4 separate regions of the Zea mays genome follow, and regions 1, 2 and 4 are each linked to region 3. A link is a contact called in public Hi-C data. All regions are on one chromosome and are shown on one strand. Each heading gives the region's core, a stretch centred on a gene start, on an enhancer-like site or on the middle of the called end of the contact. The rest is flanking DNA. Distances are from core to core; before and after follow the strand shown. Region 1 holds the start of LOC100272654. Region 2 holds the start of LOC103629978 (probable flavin-containing monooxygenase 1). Region 3 holds the start of LOC100282762. Region 4 holds the start of LOC100382314 (3-ketoacyl-CoA synthase).

Region 1 (2,947 bases), core at 327-2,826, 150 kb after region 3:
TTGTCAACTACAAAGATAAATAACTTTTGAAGTTCTACAACTTTTATTTTGACACTTTTTTCATCCGAGGTAGTTTGCAAAATTTGAATTTTAAATTTGACATACTTAGATTCAATTTTTGAGAACCGAAATGAGTTCAAATAAAAAAGTTGTCAACTACAAAGTTTCATAACTTTTAGAGATCTACAACTTTTATTTTAGTGGTTTTATCATACGAGGTCGTTTGAAAAACTCGAAAAATTAAGGATAAAAATGATTTCTAGTGGCGGTTCCTTAAGAAAACCGCCACTAGAAATCGTATTTCTACTGGCGGTTCCTTAAGAAAACCGCCACTACAAATCATGGATTTCTACTGGCGGTTTTCTTAAGGAACCGCCAGTAGAAATACGATTTCTAGTGGCGGTTTTCTTAAGGAACCGCCACTAGAAATAACATAGTCGGTGGATAACCGGATCCGTCTGTAAAAATATATGGGTGCCGCAGGCTTTGAGCCTTTTTGTACTAGTGTTTAGCTCGTTTGGACTTTTGTGTGTGTGTGTCAACCTTACACCAAACCAATCAGGAACCATTCGGAAAATGAATTTACCAGAAAAGCTCAACGGATGGGAATGTGGAAATTTTGGTGATATGTTATAATATAGATTAATTCTTAAGTCATGTTATAAGAGTCAAGTTATACAATAGTTGTCATCTATTGTATCATCCATAAAAACTTCTTTTATTGTTAAGTGACACGAAATCTCACATTCTTTTTCCTATTCCTTCTCGCGCTTGCATCGGAGCTAAGCTCTCTTTTCCCTTCCCATCTATCTATTTTGTATCGATAAAAATATTGATTTGTTTGAGTATGTATCAATTATTATATATACTTGCTCCAACTAGCTATACAAATTAAAAATTAAAAATCATTTTAGATAATTTATAGATCCATACAACACTTGATGTATACGTTTTATACACATGTGTCTACATTGATCATCCATATCTATATAAACATCAAAAATAAAAGCTAAAATGAATACTCTCTCCGTTTCAAAATAGTATCATTTGTACTCCTAAAATTTATGTCGTCTATATTCAATTAAACGAATTTTATTTTGGGATAGATGGTTTACTATTTTGAGACGAAGGGAGTACTTCATAATGTAGGTAATTAAAGACGTACTTGTGATAACTAGCTGTGGGAAAATGAGTCCAAGAAAGACTACTATCCTTGCCCGCCCGGTCCACACTACACAGCCAGCCGGAACCCACAGCAACCGTGAGAGCGATGGGCCGGATGGGGAAAGGGCTGTAGGCGTTGCGTAGCTAAACGTGGTGACCCCACTGGAAATCCAGTCGGCGCCAATCACAAGCGCCCGCGCCGGATGCTGCGTTCCTTCGACCAATCACGTCGCAGATAAGACATGCAGGTGGGGCTCACCGTGACACGAAAAGTGCAAAGTGCACACGGTGGGTCCGAAAATCGGTTGTACAAAACCGAATCCCGCGATATTTTCGGCACACATTTTTCTTCTAAAATCTACAGTACACTACATACAAACTCTAGACTGTACGTCGGCACATGTGAATACATTGAGCGTACAAGCGGCCATCACTGAGTAGCAAGATCGTTGCACACCGCTCGGAAGAGAAATGATTGCCACGACCCGCGGCAGCTCGGCGAAGGCGGCGGCGGCGGTGGGCGGCAAGGCGGCGCGCGCCTGTGACGGGTGCCTGCGGCGGCGGGCGAGGTGGTACTGCGCGGCGGACGACGCGTTCCTGTGCCAAGGGTGCGACACGTCGGTGCACTCGGCGAACCCGCTCGCGCGGCGGCACGAGCGGCTGCGCCTGTGCCCGGCGTCTCCGCTGCAGACGCCGCCAGATCGCTCGGCGGCGGCGGCAGCGACGGCGACTAATAAGCGCGAGCGTCACGACGAGGTGGCGGTGCCCGCGTGGTTCGGGCGCAAGGCGCGAACCCCGCGCGGCGGGCACGCCAAAAGCGTCGGCCAGGTGGCGTTGTCGCGGCGCCTCGTCGTACCGCATGCGGCTGGCGGGGACTCAGACTCACCCGATGAGCGAAACGGCGGCGAGGAGGAGCAGCTGCTCTACCGCGTGCCCATCCTTGACCCCGCCCTAGCCGAGTTCTGCTCGCCCCCGCCTCTCGAGGACGCGGCCGGTCTCGCTCTCGACGCGTCGGTGTGCAACGAAGACGGCGCCATCGAGGACCCCGCGAAGCCGGATCCTGCGGCGCCGCTGGCCCAGTTCTGCCCCGTCAGCGGCCATTTCAACTTCGGCCCGACCGACGCCGAGCTCAGGGAGTTCGCCGCGGACATGGAAGCCCTCCTCGGGCACGGCCTGGACGACGGAAACGAGGAGGACTCGTCGTTTTACATGGAGACGCTGGGCCTCCTCGACCCAATGGAAGTGGGCGACGATGCCACGCAAGTCAAGGTGGAGACCGACGGCAGCAGTGCGTGCTGCGAAGCCAGTGGCACGCTGGCCTGTGGCCTGGAGCTGGACTTAGAGGCATCTGACGAGATGCTGGACATCGACTTCGACTACGCATCGCCTCAGGACACGGCGACGGACGAGAGAGCCGCCAGCAGCGACACGGGAGCCGACGCCCAGTTCTTGCAGACGAGCCTCTCGCTCACCCTCAACTACGAGGCCATCATCCAGAGCTGGGGGAGCTCGCCGTGGACCGGTGGCGGTGAGCGACCACACGTCAAGCTCGACACCAGGTGGCCCCACGACTACACGGTACGTTCGCGCGCCGCACAGCACACGTTCGCAAACACACACAACCATCGACCACGGCGTGTGACATACTGACATTGCGTGCATGCGCAGGTTCAGTTGAAGTGATTGTTAACGTCGAATTCGATTTTGGTTGTGCATACAGAACATGTGGGTTGTGGGAGGAGTGGTCGGCCACGGCGGCGAGGACCTGCCGGGCACGCCTAGG
Region 2 (2,857 bases), core at 65-2,564, 140 kb before region 3:
GTACTATAAATATTAATAATTTTTTATATAAATATGGTCAAAATTAAAAATATTTGACTCCTCAAAAAGTGAGAATGGCTAACATTTATGGATAGAGGGAGTATTCGTTTTAGCTCTTGATTAAATGGATGATGATGAATCTCGATATATATATATATATATATATATATATATATATATATATATATATATATATATATATATATATATATATATATATATATATATATATATATATATATATATATTAATTATAGTATGAATCCATAAAAATGTAAAACAAATTTTAATTTGGGGGCGGAGGAAGTATGTTCCAGTGCGGATTTTAATTCTAAAGTTTAGAACATGGTCTAAACAGGGTCTAAGACAACTTCAAATTAGGTTGATGATCAGTAACCTCGTAATTACGTGGCACCAGATGAGAATACCTATCTATAAGATAACACCAATGTACCTGTGCCTCAGAAAACGTCGAATAAACAACTAAACACACATGGCCGATTATTGGATTAATGACCAATCCCATGTGCGCATGGACGCAAACACTCGATCTCAATCGCCATTTGGATCCTAATCACACCTCCAAACCAAACATACAGTAATACTATCCCCGACCGTGCAGCGCCTACCACCACATTCCCGCCACCCATACGTACGTCGTCATACCTGAGTGCCGCCGCCCTCCGGTTCGCCGTCGCCGTGCCGCACGGTGAGGTGCCACTCGCCCGTGCCGTCGCCGAACGCCTCGCCATTCCCGGACCAGCGCTCCCACGCCGCCACCTCCTGCTCCGTCGCCCCGACGTAGCTGGCGCCGAGCACCTTGCAGCCGAACCGGACGCGCTCCAGGACGCCGAAGCGCCGCGCGTACGCGGACAGGTACTCCACCACCTCGTCGTGGCGCGGGAAGAGCCCCTCGGCCGAGGCCGCGGACGCCGGCCACGGGAAGTCGGAGAACCGGTAGGCCGACGCCGGCGTCTGCAGCCTCGTGGAGGCCAGCGTCCGATTCCACACGCCGCCGACGGCCTTGCCGGACTCGAAGACCACGGGGCGGAAGCCCTTGGCGAGCGCGTGCTTGCATGCCGCCAGGCCGCTCGGGCCGGCTCCGACGATCGCCACGCGTTTCTTCATTGTGTCCATTTGCTTCCTGTATGAGCTGCCCCTCTTTCACATTTGTGAAGCCCCTTCGTGCGCGTGAATTTGTATGAGCTGCGTTGACGAAGTTAGGACACAACGCCTGTGCAACTTTAATTTCCCTACATTTTCCTCTCGTCCCGTAAATTGTGGGTGAAAGCGACAGAAACTGATTTTTTTGTAGAGGCGGCTATGATAATTTTAGATGCGGTTGACAAAACATTCATATAAATTAATGTACAGCTTAGACTCAAACTTTCTAACCGACTACAAATAAGTGATTTTCAGTGGCAATTATTATTTTTTGAGCGAACGACACCAGATTGTGCTCCGTTCCTATTAATAAAGAAGATCTACAACATGGTACACAAATTAAGGATTTACAAAAGGTAGCATGAGCGCACACGAGCACGCAGAAACTTATTACACTACTGGAATCGTCGCCTTTGCCACCTTAAAAACACTCGGCAAAGGCTTTGCCGAGTGTCGCACTTGGTAAAGAAGGCTCGGTATACAGTGCATCGGCAAAGTCTTCTTTGTCGAGTACTTTTTCTCGGGCACTCGGCAAAGAGGTTTGCCGAGTGCCAGGTAGCACTCGACAAAGAAAAGTAGCCGTTACGGCGACGGGTGACGCAGACGGCGTCTTTGCCGAGTGTCCCGGGTGACACTCGGCAAAGGAGTTACCTTTGCCGAGTGTCTGCTCGGTAGCACTCAGCAAAGAATCAATATTTACCGAGTGCCACTTGGGACACTCGGCAAAGAACCCGCTAGGGAGGGTCCCCATGTCAGGTTCTTTGCCGAGTGCTATGTACGGCACTCGGCAAAGCGTGTCTCTTTGCCGAGTGTCAGAGACATTACGGGGCTGTTTGGTTCGTGGCTAAATATGCCACACTTTGCCTAAGGTTAGTCGTTCGAATTGAAGAACTAACCTTAGGCAGAAAAGTTAGGCAAAGTGTGTCAAGTTAGGCATCAAACCAAACAGGCCCTACACTCGACAAAGAACCTATACCGGTGCCCAGGTCTTAGTTCTTTGCCGAGTGCTATGGTCTTGACACTCGGCAAAGAACCTCTTTGCCTAGTGTTACACTCGGCAAAGTGACCAATGGGCACCTTTTTTTTATTTGTTTTTCATATTCCATCCACACAAACAAAAGATATCACATATATATCACATATATACAGCACAGATATCATCACAAACATAAATAGCCAACACAAATATAAATATCCATCACAAACATAAGTGTTCAACACAACTATATCCAACACAAACATAAGTCTCATACGTCTTAAGCTCTGACATAAGTATCCAACACAAACATAAGTATTCTACACAAGTTCTGAAGTCTAAACACTGAAAATATAACACTCATGGAGGTGGGCGGTTCGACTGGTGCTGCGTTGGGCTGAACCCTTCCGGAGGGTTGTTGGATGCCGCCCCAGATTGGCCCTGCACAGAGAAGAGATTGCATGTGTTATATCAGGTGCATTACCAACATCTAACTACAATTTTGATACTCACAGGAGTATGGAAGAGAGCAGGGTCAATTGGAGGGAACAATGGAGGTGGCGGAGCGATGCCCTGTGTGGCGCCAAGGCTCTGCATGTACTGGAACATCTCCGCCATCCTCTGATGATCTGCCAGGCGAGCCTCCCGCTCCGCCATAATCCTCGCCTCCATCTCGTGACGTTCTCTCCTCTCTTCTTCTAGTTGAGTCTATAATAT
Region 3 (2,915 bases), core at 91-2,590:
CAAATCGTCAAAGAAACCAGTCACAATGCCACATCTCAGGCAAATGACTGCACCATCTAGAACACTAGCAGAAGTAAACAAGACAACAAGCTATTATAGGTAACGTATGAACACCATAAGGCAGTGAATAATCATAACAACTAATATTTTACTAATAATCCATCCATGTAGCAATAACAGTGGGAGTAAAAATAGGTGTGAAAATGAAATTAACACAACCAACCTAAAACACTCAAATATGGCATGATTTACAAACAAACCGATCACACTTTACAGTTAAGAACCAGAATATTGAATACATTGCTGATGGGATAAGCCAGAGAACATCAAATACCTTGGACAGCATTATAACAAGGAAGCTGTTCTCAGCAACTCCGTTGCTTTCCAAAGTGGTCTCATCCTTCAGAATTTTCCCTTGGTATATGAGCATTTGCTGGTCTGCTGGGTAGGTACTCTGACCCTGAGTAGTTTCGATGATCCTCTTCACCTCAGCAACCTGAAAATACAAGCAGTGAGTAGGCTGCACGACTAGAGACGTTGCCGAACAACATAAATCGAACACCACGAAATGGTGAAACATCCGTCTGTACAGCAACCGAGCAGCATTACTGTGATGATTACAACGAACGCACCCTACCACAACCACAGCACCCAAACTCCAACCAACGACAAACCCTAGACCATGTCCCATGTGAGAAACTGAAGCTCATAATTCAGAGAACCAGAAGCAGCGGGGCCCATCGCCCGCCGACTGGACGACCCCAAAACAAAAACCCTAGATTCAGATCAAAGCCCTCTGCGCTACCACCGGCCGGACGCGCAATCACTGAACCAGACCACCGCGATATCGTACGGAGTCGCACCGGAATCGAGTGAAACGGCCGAGAATTGCACGGAATCGCTCGGATTGAAATCAGAAGGATGGAAAGGGGGCCGTACCGACGCATCGGGGCTCGCCTCGATCTCGAAGTTGGTGCCCTTGAGGGTCTTGACGTTAAGCTTCATTTCGCCCGCCGCCTCCTGAGTCCACTCACACTCTCCCTCCTCGCGCCGCTTCGAGGTGGAAGAGGGTTAAGGGTTTCAACGCCTCGCCTTGGGGATTTCGACCTCGCGAAGACGACGAGAGCGCACGGGGAAGCGAAGTTAAAGGCGAAACAATCCGAAAGCTGCAGGCTAGAAAACCAGCGCGTGGCGCTCGGGGCCGACCTAGATACTCTCGCTGTCCCGTGGGGTCGCGACAGATAGACCCTCAGCATTAGTGAAAGGGGCAGGTTCGGATCGGTGGGAGGCAGGCGGGAGTGGACAGTGGTGACGAGGCGCTGGAGCTCCACTAGGTAGACTTCGATGAAATTATATTTGTTTTCGTATTTTTATTCGGATTTAATTCGAATACGGATAGTTTCGAATACGAATACAAATATGAATGTTCTTAATATAAACGGATAGTTGTGAGTCGAATACGGAGCTAGTCAGACACGGATAGCGTCGGTAACGAATATTTTTGTCGGATATCGTGTAAGACACCATTTCATTAATTTTTTAGGCTATTTGTATATTATTATTTTCTTTCAGTAGAAAATCATCAAAATGCAATTAAATCCATAAAATATTCTAATGTCGACCGAAAATGGTAAATAAATTACCAAAACTAATAAACATCATATAAGAAAATAACTGCACCTCCACATGTGAAAATGATAAAGTGAAGTATTGATTATGTTAAAATTCGAATACTTAAGGTGATTTCACATGTAACTCACGCAACAAGTGAAAGTGAATTGAAAGAAACGATGACAATCTTTGGATTTTATGGCCAAAACATTTTTGAGGATGCTATATGGGCATATATTGCCCCTCCGTCAAATTTCATGAATTTCTGAGACTATTTGTGTATTATTATTATTATTATTATTATTATTATTTCTACAAAAAAATTATCAAAATTCAATTAAATTCATAAAATATTCCACTGTCGACCGAAAATTAAAAATAGGTTACCAGGACCAATAGACATTATATAAGAACATAACATCAAGTCCCCATATGAAAATGATAAAATGAAGTATTGATTATGTTGAAACTTGAATATTTAGGGCGATTCCACATGTAATTATCCGAATATCCAAAATCTGAAATCTAGTAAGATATCTGGGAAGATGTCCGGATATCCGAAATCTGAAATCCAGATAGGTATCCGAGAAGATATCCGGATATCCGAAATCTGACGGATATCAGTCATCTCATATCTGTATCCAATATCTGAATTGTATTATCCGAATTTGAATCTGAAATCCGAAAAATATGCGGATATCCGAGAAAAACTATCCAGACGGATAATTAGCTTCTTCGGACGGATGGATGCTCGGGTAATATTCATACCGTTTACACCCCCTAAGCTCCATTGTCGCGATGTGTAGGCTAAGCGCAAGAGAGGCACGTGGCGGGCATCGAGTGGAGCGACGCCGGTTGTGTACTAGCGTGGATGTTAAGCTGTAAACAAGCGACAAAAACTATAGATGGCACTGTTTATAAAGTGAAGCTTAAATAAGAGATTATTAGGAGATAAGACAAGAGATCTATTGGAGATAGCATTAAAATACTTATGTTGGGGGCCTTCATCTTCCGAAGTTCTTCAAAAACATGGCTAACCATTTGTTATCAGCATATTGCTAAGTATTACAGGAGCTGCGGAACCAGAATAGCTTCGACGCAGAACGGTGGAATGGAAACAAAGGTAGCTTCGTTATAACAACACTAGAAAATGATACAAGGAGAAGGTATTATCCAAGTCGCTGAGGCAAAAGACAATGTTGTCTCTGTGATATTTGTAAACTTTATGTGTAATCTATGAGGGTATGAATGTAATATCATACAAAGTTGTACGACTCCCTATACATAGGTGAACAGTGCCCTGC
Region 4 (3,062 bases), core at 419-2,918, 230 kb after region 3:
GTTGGGCTGTGCCTGTGAAAAAAGTTGCTGTGGGCTGTGAGCTGTGAAAAAAGCTGCTGTAGGCTGTAAGCTGTTAAAAAGCTAAAAACCGTTTGATGGAAACCACTAAAAGTCGTTAAAAATTCTTCAATATATGTTTTCACAGTTACATCCGAAAAGCCACTAAAAGCAGGTCCAAAGGTGCTTTCAGATTTACACTACGAGAAAGTCGGCTTTTAGAAAAAGCTGATTCCTGGATCCAGCCCTTTGGTTGGCTTTTGGTTTTTAGGAGGGCAAAAGCCAAAGCCAAAAGTCAAACCAAACACACCCTAAGAGGATACTAATTATATTACTATGCCAAATAGTAGGAGTGCAATTAGAATGTAAGTGTCGTATCATTATAGATTCTACTTTATTTAAATACATAATTATGATTTTATTATTGTATGACTTCTTACCTTATATATTTATTGTGACCTCCTACCATAATATTATTACTATTTTTTTATAAATGTATGACTTGCGTGAATTTTTTAAGTCAGTTGAGGGCACATGTTACAACTTTTACCGATCGTATTTTAGATTTCCATCGTAACTGATACAATTTTCATACTGAACTTTCGTTTCCAATATTTCTGAATTACCGATATAGTTTTCGTTTCTGAAGTTACCGCTTTCGATCTCGTTTCCGAGAAAAAAATATGAAAACAAAAATAATTTTAGTGTTTACTGGTCGTTTTCACCTCTACGCACAAGTGCGTCCTCTAGAATCGACGTGGTTTACATTTGTATATCTGTCCTCTCAATTCGTGATTTGGTGTGCATATTCTCTTCTCCTTATATAGATAAAGGATTACGGTCAATTGAACCTGCAATCAATCTAATCAAACCAATTTATCATATTTACCTTATTTGCATTGTTCTTTCTATTACTTAGGAGTAGGAGTAATCTAGCCTTTGTCTAGCCCTATTTTAGCCTTTCTCGACCTATTTCTTCAGTCTTCACCACTGTTCGGCTCTACGTTGACCAGAGGCGTATTGGGTGGTCTGCCGACCCCAAGACAATCCCTGGAACTCTCCTCCTCGACAGGGGTCACTCCGGGGAGGCACGATTTAGGTTATTCGCGGAGAAGAAGACCCTCTACGCACGTGTGAACAGTTCGGTCCATAGCACGGACCACCAGCAAACGCACATGGAGAAGCCACTCCTGTAGCGAGGTCGTGGACCGTCCGCGCTCCCGTAGAGAGCGCCGTAAGACGGTTCATCTCTAATGATTGGCGTCCAAATTAGTGTTCGTTCATCTCTAGTGATTGGCGTTTAAATCGGTGCCAACAGTACTATACTGTAGTACAAAAATAAATTGCCACAAAACACAAAAAAAGGTTAAGATTTGCTAGTACACATGTACGTTCCAATTGTGTAGGATAATTTCAAATTTTCGTTTATGGCTTTGCTGCCCTCGGGGTGATGAGATGAGAGTTCATCAGTGCGTACAAGCAAGGACTTTAATTAGCGGCATCATTTCATCAGATTTATCGGTGAACGATGCCAATGCAGCAGCTCGCTAGCCTGGGCGAATAAAGACCTCCGTGGCCCACCAACATGCGTCGATAATTCCCTCGCTGATCCCACCGGCTTTAAAATCCTACCCTCCCGCTCCCAAGATCACTCTCACTCTCACGCACACACTCCACAGTGCCACTCGTCTCGCTCGCGCAGCAGACAGCATGGGTTCGTCGGCGGCGCTTCAGCCGAAGCAGCTGTACCAGCTCGTGGTGAACAACTTCGTCGCCGTGCTCGCTGCGCCGCTGGCCGTGGCGGCCGTCGTCAATGCGGCGCGCGTCGGGCCGGACGAGCTGCTCGGCAGGCTGCAGGCGCTCCGGGCGGTGCACGTATTTCTCGCCGTGTTTGTCGCGGCCGCCACGGCGATACTGTACGTCCTGCTGCGGCCCCGGGCCGTGTACCTGGTGGACTACGCCTGCTTCCGCACGCGGCCCAACTGCCGCGTCCCCTTCGCCACCTTCCTGGAGCACGCGAAGCTGGTGACGTTCGTGGAGGGGGCCTCCATCGACGAGCGCAGCGTCCGGTTCATGACGCGGCTGCTGGAGCGGTCCGGCCTCGGCGAGGAGACCTGCCTGCCCCCGGCCCACCACTACATCCCGCCGTACCGGAACATGGAGGCCTCGCGCGCGGAGGTGGAGCTCGTCATCTTCTCGGCCATCGACGACCTGCTCGCGAAGACGGGCATCAGCCCCAGCGCCATCGACATCCTGGTGGTGAACTGCAGCCTCTTCGCGCCCGTCCCGTCCTTCACGGACATGGTGATCAACAGGTACGGGATGCGGCCGGACGTCCGCAATGTGCACCTGTCCGGGATGGGGTGCAGCGCCGGGCTCATCTCCGTGGGGCTGGCGCGCAACCTGCTGCAGGTGGCGGGCCGGGGCGCGCACGCGCTGGTGGTGTCGACGGAGACCATCACCCCAAACTACTACGTGGGCAAGGAGCGCGCCATGCTCCTGCCCAACTGCCTCTTCCGCATCGGCGGCGCCGCCGTGCTGCTGTCCACGTCCCGGTCCAGGGCCCGGTTCCGCCTGGCCCGCGTGGTGCGCACGCTGACGGGCGCCCAGGACAGCGCGTACCGGTGCGTGTTCCAGGAGGAGGACGGCGAGGGCCACCGCGGGATCAACCTGTCCAAGGACCTGATGACCATCGCGGGCGACGCGCTCAAGGCCAACATCACCGCCATCGGGCCGCTGGTGCTGCCGGCCTCGGAGCAGCTCCTGTTCGCGCTGTCCTTCATCGCGCGGCGCGTGCTGAACCGGCGCGTGAAGCCGTACCTCCCGGACTTCCGCACGGCGTTCGAGCACTTCTGCATCCACGCGGGGGGCCGCGCGGTGATCGACGAGCTGCAGCGCAGCCTGGGCCTGTCGGACGAGGACGTGGAGGCGTCGCGCATGGCGCTGCACCGGTTCGGCAACACGTCGAGCAGCTCGGTGTGGTACGAGCTGGCGTACATCGAGGCCAAGGGCCGGATGCGCCGCGGCGACCGCGTGTGGATGATCGGATTCGGCTCCGGGTTCAA

What was found. Hi-C and Micro-C count contacts between places; a contact is called where the count stands out from the background.
Region 1: a contact with region 3 is called in a Hi-C map of leaf, with 7 times the contacts expected there. The contact joins the promoter of LOC100272654 here to the promoter of LOC100282762 in region 3. A contact is called at or near these places in 5 of 25 Hi-C or Micro-C datasets (bundle sheath, ear, leaf and 1 more).
Region 2: a Hi-C map of leaf shows a contact between it and region 3, with 5 times the contacts expected there. The contact joins the promoter of LOC103629978 here to the promoter of LOC100282762 in region 3. A contact is called at or near these places in 4 of 25 Hi-C or Micro-C datasets (all in leaf).
Region 4: a Hi-C map of tassel shows a contact between it and region 3, with 3 times the contacts expected there. The contact joins the promoter of LOC100382314 here to the promoter of LOC100282762 in region 3. A contact is called at or near these places in 6 of 25 Hi-C or Micro-C datasets (bundle sheath, ear, endosperm and 2 more).

What each region holds. Positions count from the first base shown.
Region 1 is chr6:128,284,753-128,287,699 of Zm-B73-REFERENCE-NAM-5.0, forward strand. It overlaps LOC100272654, which reads left to right and starts at 1,577. Exons shown (of 2, transcript NM_001147112.1): 1 at 1,577-2,742; 2 at 2,885-2,947. The coding sequence starts at 1,636.
Region 2 is chr6:127,995,495-127,998,351 of Zm-B73-REFERENCE-NAM-5.0, forward strand. LOC103629978 (probable flavin-containing monooxygenase 1) reads right to left here and starts at 1,315. Exons shown (of 4, transcript XM_020539476.2): 1 at 667-1,315. The coding sequence starts at 1,137.
Region 3 is chr6:128,134,808-128,137,722 of Zm-B73-REFERENCE-NAM-5.0, forward strand. LOC100282762 reads right to left here and starts at 1,341. Exons shown (of 12, transcript NM_001155668.2): 1 at 940-1,341; 2 at 335-496. The coding sequence starts at 1,005.
Region 4 is chr6:128,367,819-128,370,880 of Zm-B73-REFERENCE-NAM-5.0, forward strand. It overlaps LOC100382314 (3-ketoacyl-CoA synthase), which reads left to right and starts at 1,669. Exons shown (of 1, transcript NM_001175063.2): 1 at 1,669-3,062. The coding sequence starts at 1,708.